2 separate regions of the Mus musculus genome follow, and region 2 is linked to region 1. A link is a contact called in public HiChIP or PLAC-seq data. All regions are on one chromosome and are shown on one strand. Each heading gives the region's core, a stretch centred on a gene start, on an enhancer-like site or on the middle of the called end of the contact. The rest is flanking DNA. Distances are from core to core; before and after follow the strand shown. Region 1 holds the start of Chga (chromogranin A). Region 2 holds the start of Itpk1 (inositol 1,3,4-triphosphate 5/6 kinase).

Evidence for each region. HiChIP or PLAC-seq counts read pairs in DNA pulled down with a chosen protein or histone mark.
Region 2: an H3K27ac HiChIP or PLAC-seq map of embryonic stem cells shows a contact between it and region 1, with 8 read pairs. The contact joins the promoter of Itpk1 here to the promoter of Chga in region 1. A contact is called at or near these places in 3 of 484 Hi-C or Micro-C datasets (bone marrow-derived macrophages and embryonic stem cells), 14 of 115 datasets of contacts at active chromatin or transcription factors (VIP interneurons, embryonic basal ganglia, embryonic forebrain and 9 more) and 5 of 9 other capture datasets (adipose tissue, embryonic trunk, liver and 2 more).

Annotation. Positions count from the first base shown.
Region 1 is chr12:102,552,963-102,557,137 of GRCm38.p6, reverse strand. It overlaps Chga (chromogranin A), which reads right to left and starts at 2,197. Exons shown (of 8, transcript NM_007693.2): 1 at 1,968-2,197; 2 at 1,207-1,253. The coding sequence starts at 2,013.
Region 2 is chr12:102,702,454-102,706,628 of GRCm38.p6, reverse strand. It overlaps Itpk1 (inositol 1,3,4-triphosphate 5/6 kinase), which reads left to right and starts at 1,760. Exons shown (of 10, transcript NM_172584.3): 1 at 1,760-1,907. The coding sequence starts at 1,813.

The DNA of each region.
Region 1 (4,175 bases), core at 948-3,447:
GCTACACAGAGAAACCCTGTCTAGAACAAAACCAAAATCAAACAAACAAACAAAAAAGAATGCTGGGGTGCAGTATAATGTGGTGCATATTTTTAATCCCAGCACTTGGGAGAGAGAAGCTGGTAGATTTCTCTGAGTTCAAGCCAGCCTCGTCTATATAATGAGTTCCAGGACAGCCATGGCTGCATAGAGAGACCCTGTCTCAAAAAAAGAAAGAAAGAAAGAAAGAAAGAAAGAAAGAAAGAAAGAAAGAAAGAAAGAAAGAAAGAAAGAAAGGAAGGAAGGAAGGAAGAAAGAGGGATGGAGAGATGGCTCAGCAGGTAAGAGCACTGACTGCTCTTCCAAAGGTCCTGAGTTCAAATCCCAGCAACCACATGGTGGCTCACAACCATCCGTAATGAGGTCTGATGCCCTATTCTGGTGTATCTGAAGTCAGCTACAGTGTACTTACATATAACAATAAATAAATCTTTTAAAAAAGAGAGATAGACAGAGAGGAAGGAAGGAAGGAAGGAAGGAAGATAGAGATAGAGATAGAGATAGAGATAGAGATAGAGATAGAGATATAGAGAGATGAATTTTCCAAGGTTACACAGCTAGAATGAGTAGTGAAAACTTAAACACTGGCCTGTGTTCAGTTAACAACAAATAAACAAGAAAATACAATTCAACAAGTAAACGGTGAGTTCCCTTTAACGGCACAATTTTTAAACTGTGGCTTCTTGCAGAAGAAGCCAGCCCTCCGAACATAGAGAACGGAACTTTCCGATTCTCTGGAGGAAGAACACCCCTGGCTCTGATGTGAATGTGGTCCTAGCATCTGATGTGGCTTCTTTCTTACTGCCAGAGGAAGCTCTGGGCAGAGTGAGGGTAGGAGAAGAGGAATGACAAAGAGAGGTGACAGCCAGGCAGGTCTGTGCACCTAGGGCAGGAGAAGCTATGGTCATGGCTCAGACCAGTGTCCCTGGTCCCAGGACTCATCGGGTGAGACATGGGCCCCTTGGGAAGTCACTGTAGCTGGGCAGCAACAAAAGCAAGAGATCTTTGATGTCTTCTTGTGCAAGCTGTCCCCTGTGCAGGCTCAGCCGCTGCAGTGCTGCCTTTTGGCTCTATGCCAGACTCTTTCCTGCAGCTGCCCAAGGATTGGCCCTGAGGAGTCCACAGGGAACCCTTCCTCTCCCAGGGTACCCCAACATTCCTTCTTACCTTGGTGTCCCCTTTTGTCATGGGGCTGTTCACAGGAAGGGCAAAAACTGGAGAGAGAGAGAGAGAGAGAGAGAGAGAGCGAGAGAGAGAGCACTTGAGATTGCTAATTGGGGCTATCTCTCTGCAACGAGGGAACCCCAGTCCTTCCCTGCGGGAGGCTCAAGGGACCCACCAACCAACACACCCTCAAAACCCAAATAAGTTAGCAGCACTGATTCTGCTATCCCCCCCTCCATGCTGCACCCCCGGGGGGGGGCTGGGCTCAGAGGCTGCACTGAAGAGCCTCAACCCTTCCCCATGGGAATACAGAGCTGAAATCAAGTTCAATGAAAACAAGCCCAGGCCCAGCCATGTAGTGGGACTGAGATAGGAACAGAGGCAGGCAAGGGGAGAAACCCCAGACGTGGCGGGAAAGAGCAGGGGTGAGGGAAGAGATCAAGGACAGGCTGGAGGGTGGAAGGACAGGAGAGGGGTTGAGAAGCCCGCGCCAGTCCCCTATCTCCCCCCAGTGACCTTGGTCGGCGTGGAGCCAGAGCACCAGTGGGTGGTGTGCGGACATGGGTGGGGATGGTCTGCCCAGTGGGGTTGGGTCAGGCTTTATAGTTTCTTCGGGTGTGGTGGGCGACCATAGCCAACATTATGGGTCTTGCGCCTGGACTCAAGCAGGAGACCTGGTGCTGTCCGAGGTGCTGAATCCTCCGGCTCCTCTAGGGACCTGGGGCAAGAGAGGGGATCGTGCTGCCCAGCCCGGAGCCGCTCACCTTGCCCGGCGCACAGCAGAAGCGCCAGAACCGCGGTGGAGCGCATAGCGAGCCGGACGGTGCGGAAAGAGTGGACGAGCTGCTGCAGGAGGATGGCGGGAGTGGGTCTGTAGTCTGGCTACCAAAGCTCTGCACCAGCGGGAACACTGCAGTAGCGGTGGTGGTAACAGCGGTGATGGTGGCGGTGGCGGCGGCAGCAGCAGCAATGCTATGCCGGCTTTTATATACACGCACACGCACGCACACGCGCGCACACACCCAGGAAATTACGTCATAGGACCGCCCCCCCGCGCCCTTTCCCCACCTTCGGGGTCCCGCCCCCCACCTCCAGCTTCTCCATCAGCTGTCTCTATCCCGCTTGTATCTGGTGGCTGTAAAGGGTACCCGGCTTCAGAAGGTGGCACAGCTGAAACTCCACCTGCCAACTTGCTGTGCGTCCGTGGGCAAGTCACTCCTGTCTCTGAGCCTCGGATTCCTCCCCTATTTACCTCTCCAGACTGCTGAGTTTTCCTATACTTCGCGTACTTTTCTCTTGATTTCACTTGGCTGGAGGCACGCCCATCTTTAAGAACTCCCTGGAACATCCAGCGGGTCCCACAGAAGCCTCTTGAACCCCTTGCCTGAGCGAGGCCTCTCCTGAAACTCAGTTGTGTGCCTCGCATTCTGTGTGTATTTAATTGTTATTTGATAGGGGATAGTGGTCACTGCTTCCTCAGTGCCGAGAGCCCTGCGCTGACAACCAGTGGCTTCACACACGTTCAGTGTGTGGACTGAAGGTCCAACCCACACATGGGTGGGTCCTAGGCTCACAGCTCTCAAGGGGCAAGTAAGGCAGGTAGCAGTGTGAGGCAGTTCTCACCATTAAACTAAAACAGAAGTGGTCAGTCCTAGTCCAGCACCCCAGGGACACCTCTGCCTTCAACAGCCCAGCCTTGTCTCTTAAATGTACTTAAAACCTGGATAATTTGGGTGCAACCCTGCTTCCTGGTTGGTTTCCTTCTGCCCCGCCCACCGCAGTTCTGCTCTCACCCTGGGCAGACCACATGGGAAGCCCCGTGCAGCCTGGGCCTAGGGCCACAGTGAACCTGGTATCTGGATGACAGTTTGGCACTGACTGGCATCCTTCAGAGCCCCTCCTTTCTGTCCGCACCTGTTTCCGCTCTTTCCTGCTTCCTGCCCACACCTCTGCCTACTCATGCCCCTAAATGAGAACCGGCTTCGCGTGTATTCATTCAACAACCATGTGTTAAGCATCGACGTGGGCTTAGAACCACTCAGCTGTGCTGGGTGCCAAAGACGCAGCTGTAAACAAAACAGCAAACCCAACCCTTATAGAATTCCCTTTCCAGAGAAAGAAACAAGATGTACACTGTGCTGGGTAGTGGCCATGCTACGAGCATAAAGCAGAGAAGCGGGCGGAGTTCTAGTGAGGGACAGGAATACATTGAAGAGGCTGGTTCTGAGGAGGCCTTACCAGGAGGTGGCATTTAAAGTGAGCCAGAACCTGTGTAGAGGGGGAGCTCTCTCTCCAGGGGAGGGAGCAGCCAGCCAAACGCCCCCTAAGGGAGAAGGTGTCTGGTCCATTCTAAGGAACAGCAAGCAGGTGGGTCATACAAGGCTTTCAGAGATGAATAGCACACATCTCATCTCAATCTTGAGAAATATAGGAGATCCCTCACAGTGGCTCCACCCAGGGACAAGGGCCGACAACTTTCTTTTAAGGCATTTATTTAAGGCATCTCCTATCATTTAATATTAGTTCCTAGAGAAGGACTCCAGCTCAGCACTGGGAGAACGGTTGTTCCAGGTCCTAGGATGGGAGGTCGCTGTGATCATGTGCAAGCTCCTAGCATCGTCTCGTAAATAGTAGCCTCAGCAAGGCATGGTGGCACACACGTCTAATCCCTGAACCCGGGGGTCAGAATCAAGCAGATCTCTGAGTTCAATGCCAGCCTGGTCCATGTGACGAGTTCCAGGACGAGCCAGAGCTACATAGTGAGACCCTGTTTCTAAATAAATAAATAAACAAATAAACCCTCCTTGCACTCTGGGCATCATCATCCCAGACACCCTTATGTGGGTCACAGTTTAGATGTGCTGGCTGTTTTATTTTTATATTTATTTTCATATTATGTAAAAATATAAATATGTACTTATTTTAGCATAGTGTGTAACAGAGATTTACTGGGAGCCAAAGGCCACCTCTAG
Region 2 (4,175 bases), core at 511-3,010, 150 kb before region 1:
TGCAGTTACACTTTGTCTTCTGGCTTCCATGGTCCAGGATACAAAGTCCCTGCTTTCCAGAGCCATGTGGGTTCTCTAATCCTCTTCCATCCTTTTCTCCAATTAAAGAAAAATTAAACTCACTAGATCTTATTTAAAGAAGCACCCAGGCTCCACAGTAGGGGAGCAACTGAGCTCCACTCTGGCAACAAGGAAAGATGGGAAGTCACTGCCAAGGAGCAGAGTGGAACATCTGTGGGTGGAGAATTTCTGAGCAAAACCACCAGGGCTCCTGGGATTCTGGCTCAATTTACTTGACAGGATTATTATTATTATTTACATTTATTTATTTGTGTGTGTATATGCCACAGCATGAGTGTCAGTCAAAGGAAAACATGGACTTAGTTCTCTCCATCTACGCTGTGGAGAATAGAACTCTCGTTGTCAGGTTTGGCCACAAGTACCCTTACCAGCTGAGCCATCTCAGCAGCCCCACTTGACAGCATTCTTACTGCAGACAGGCCGCAGTGATCTGATACCAGGGATGGCGAACTTTTCTGACTCAGGAGGTTTCTTGCTAAAACTGAACCAAGGGGGACCAAGGACACTGCCCAAGGTCAGGATCTAAGCCGGAAAAAGGGACTTGGTGTAACTCCTCAAGTCTGGTCAAGGCCCGTTTCTGTCACTTTACTAACAGCTTTCATTTCTTCAAGCCTTTTCTCATCTCAGATCTTCAAAAATTGTCTTTATTTCCAAAGCCAGATAAAATGTCTTTCTTTACACACGGGAACCCATTTTTTTTTCCCTGTCTGTGTCTGGGGAGAGCCTCCAATTTCTCCTCCCAATGCCTAAAGCATAGGCTGGAGATGGCTGGAATGCTAAGTACTGTCCCATAGGCCGGGGTAGAGCAGGTGGCTCAGAGGATCCAAAGCACTAAGTCAGACGCCGAGCTACGTCCCTTCACCTAGCAAAGAAAAGGCTCTCCTGAAGATGCTATGTGCACTCTGGCTGCTTCTCTCCCTCCGCTGAAAGGGACCCCAGAGTGTGAACCTGGGGCAGTTGTGGAGATAGTACAGGACAATTGCAACGAATTGCCTCTGGGGGCAATCCCCGCTGTGCTGCCAAGGAGCAACGAAGCCCAGTGGTTTGGCCGCCCTCCAAGATAGACACAAGGCGCCCACACCACGACTCCCTCACCCCACTCTGCCCTGGCCACCATCCAGCACCCCGCCACTAGCGGCGGCGCCTTTAAGACTCATTGGCGCCCCCTGGCGGTAACCGGCGCTTCCTCCTCCGGGAGCTCTGCCCCAGGCCCCGCGTGTGCGTGGCGTGTGCGCGGGCGCTGGGGCAGGAAGGGCGGGGGACACGGCGGCGCGCTCCCCGAGGGGGTCCCCGCGCGTCCGAGAGGCACGCGCGGGCGAACCCTCGCCGCGGGAGGGCGTGCTCCAGCTCGGGCTCGAGGCTCGGGTGCGGTCTCGGGCGGCGGCCCGGGATCCCTAGAGTCCTCGAGCGGCGCACGGTGCTGCGGGGCGCACGTCCCTGCGCGGGCGAGCCCCGCGGGGCGGAGGGGGCGGGGCGGCGGCGGGGCGCGCCCACCCGCGGGGCCCAGCCAGTGGCGCGGCGCGCTGAGCCTCCGCCCCCCAGCCGCCGCCCCGCCCCGGCCCGCCCCGCCCGCCGCCCCGCCCGGTAGGACCGCGCGCTGAAGCCCGCTCCGCGTCCCCGCCGCCGCCGCCGGAGGAGGTGCCCGCACGCTCGCGGCGCGCGCCGGCCCCACACGCTCGGCCTGTGGGCAATTTCCTCCGGACCCAGGCTCCCGGGCCGAGGAGGAAGAAGATGCAGACCTTCCTGAAAGGGAAGAGAGTTGGCTACTGGCTGAGCGAGAAGAAAGTCAAGAAGCTCAATTTCCAGGCCTTCGCGGAGCTGTGCAGGTGAGGAGGGACGCGGCTTGGGGACCCCCGCGGCCCGAGCCTGGTTACCCTCGGCGGGCGCGGGGCAGACGACGGCGACCCGGGAAGGAGCGGCGCGCGCTGAGGGCTGGTTCGGAGCAGCAAGGTGGCCGCGGGGGGCCGCGGGCTGTGTCCGAGGGGAGCGTGGCCGCTGTGGGCGTTGGGTTCGGACCGCGGCTCTCAGGTGCACTGGGGTCGTGCCGGGAGATCCCTGGCCGTCCAGGGTGGTGGGACCCGGGAAATCGGGGAGTCCACGCCAGCAGTCAGGGGTTAGAGGGTACTTTTGGACTGGTGTGTTTTTCTTCCTCCCTCTTCTTCCCCTTAGTAGAGCAGGATACCGGCGTTTGTGTGGAGCCTACTACGTGCCTCGCGTGTGCACGGCTCCTGAAGCTGTCATTGCATATCAGCCGGCTTAAGCCCAGTTGAAATGAGTAGCGATACTTGGCTTGTCTGTGGTGATTTGCTGTCTCATTAGAGCCTCGCAGCAGCCTCGCAAATTAGCCAGGATGGTGATTCTGGGCCACGTGTCTTAGAAGAGGGACACCTACCAGCAGAGAGGTGGGGTACCTGCCTTGTAGTCCCAGGGCCAAGGAGTGGCAGAGCATAGAAAGTGATGGGTGGACCCACGTAGGGTAGAATTGTCTTCTGCCATTCCGGCTGAGCACCTCGTTCTCCCTGCGCTGGTGCTTCAGTGGCAGAGACCGAGGGCTTTGATGGAGCTTGCTCTTAATACATTACAGAAGTGCTGGGTTCCTAGAGTCAGGTGTGCCTTGCCTCTCCGCAGAGCTATTGGTTACAGCTTCTCAATGAAAGCCTAAGAGAATCCAGCCCCCACACCCCATCCCCGAAGCCTTTTGCAAACTCCGGGTGGAAACCTTTTGTTAGGTAGTCTTTTCACTTAGTAGATTTGACTTTTGAAAATGGACTTCACTTGTAGTTCCATCCCTGGTGGGTGCCCCGAATTTTGGAGAATTGAACAGTTGGGCTTCCATTATCCCTTGGTGCACAGGGGTTAGTTAGCAGTCTGAGCTGGCACATAGAGGCCGCCCTGGCAGCACTGCCTTGCCCCTCATGGCTGTCCAAGAGCCTGCTGCTTCTCTGCCCCAGGCAAGCCTTACAGGCCCTCCTTGACCACAACTGGATGGGATAATGCCTATTTATAAGGGGGCCCTGGTTCTGCGCCCCTTATAGTTCCCTTGTGGGTTTGGCTGAGTCTCCCAGACAGGCCTCTTAGGAGAAAGCAGGCTTTTCACGGTCGGCAGGGCGTTCAGTGCAGCCCAGAATTCACAAGAAAATCAAGAGGAACTCGAGCCAGAGCTTTGGAAAAGCCCAGGGCTTATGGAACTTTTTTTTTTTTAAAGGACAGTTGGACGTTTGTACCATAAATAAACACACTGAAAAGGTTGCCCTAGACAGCAGAAAAATTTGGAGAAGCCCCTCTGTCGTGTTCTGGAAGTCCAGTTCTGACTTGAGGGGACCACAGCTCCCCCTGCTGTCAAATAATTCTTGGGAAACCCCAGTTCATCCCTTGCATCCTTGTTATTGATAGCAATCTGGGTTTGTGTCACCCTTTATCTATACCCGAGGCTTGTCCTTGGCCTGGTGTGCTTTATTCTGTAATTAGCAGGCTGTAGCAGAAGACTCCTAGCAGAGACTTAAGGGTTGAGGACCGACTCCCAGACCTGCCGGTTGGCTTGCCCTTCCTGTGGGCCCTCCCTCCTTTAAAGAGGCGCGGGGTGGGGGTGGGGGTCTCAGGGAACCCGGGGTGCGGAAATCTTATTGAGCATTCATTTCTCAGGAAGGGTGGCTGAATTCAAGGTCTACTTGCCTTCCTTTGCCCAAGTGTTGGCTTCGGAGGGATGGCAGAAAGTCTCTGGGCCGTTCCAGCAGCTCAGGAATCCTACTGTGCGTTTTTATTAGTATAGCTTTCGATGCTTTGTAGCTGAAGCTTAAGAAGGAAAAGAAAACACCAGAAAGAGTTTTTCTGTTGCTTCTTCACTTTCAGGACAGAGCCCCCTGGTGGCCACATTGTTAACTAAACAACTGTTGAGATAGTGACCCCTCCCCCCACCCCCCTCCACTGTGTTTTGTTTATTGTGAATGCTGGAGTGGTCTAAGTGGCCCCGGAGACCCTGTGAATGGGCGTCGTCCTGTTCTTGACATTCAGAAGCTGGGGGTGCAGTGCTCGTGTATTGATGGATGGTGAATTGTCTGTGAATTTCCTGACAAAAAGGGCCAGGGATGTTGGGA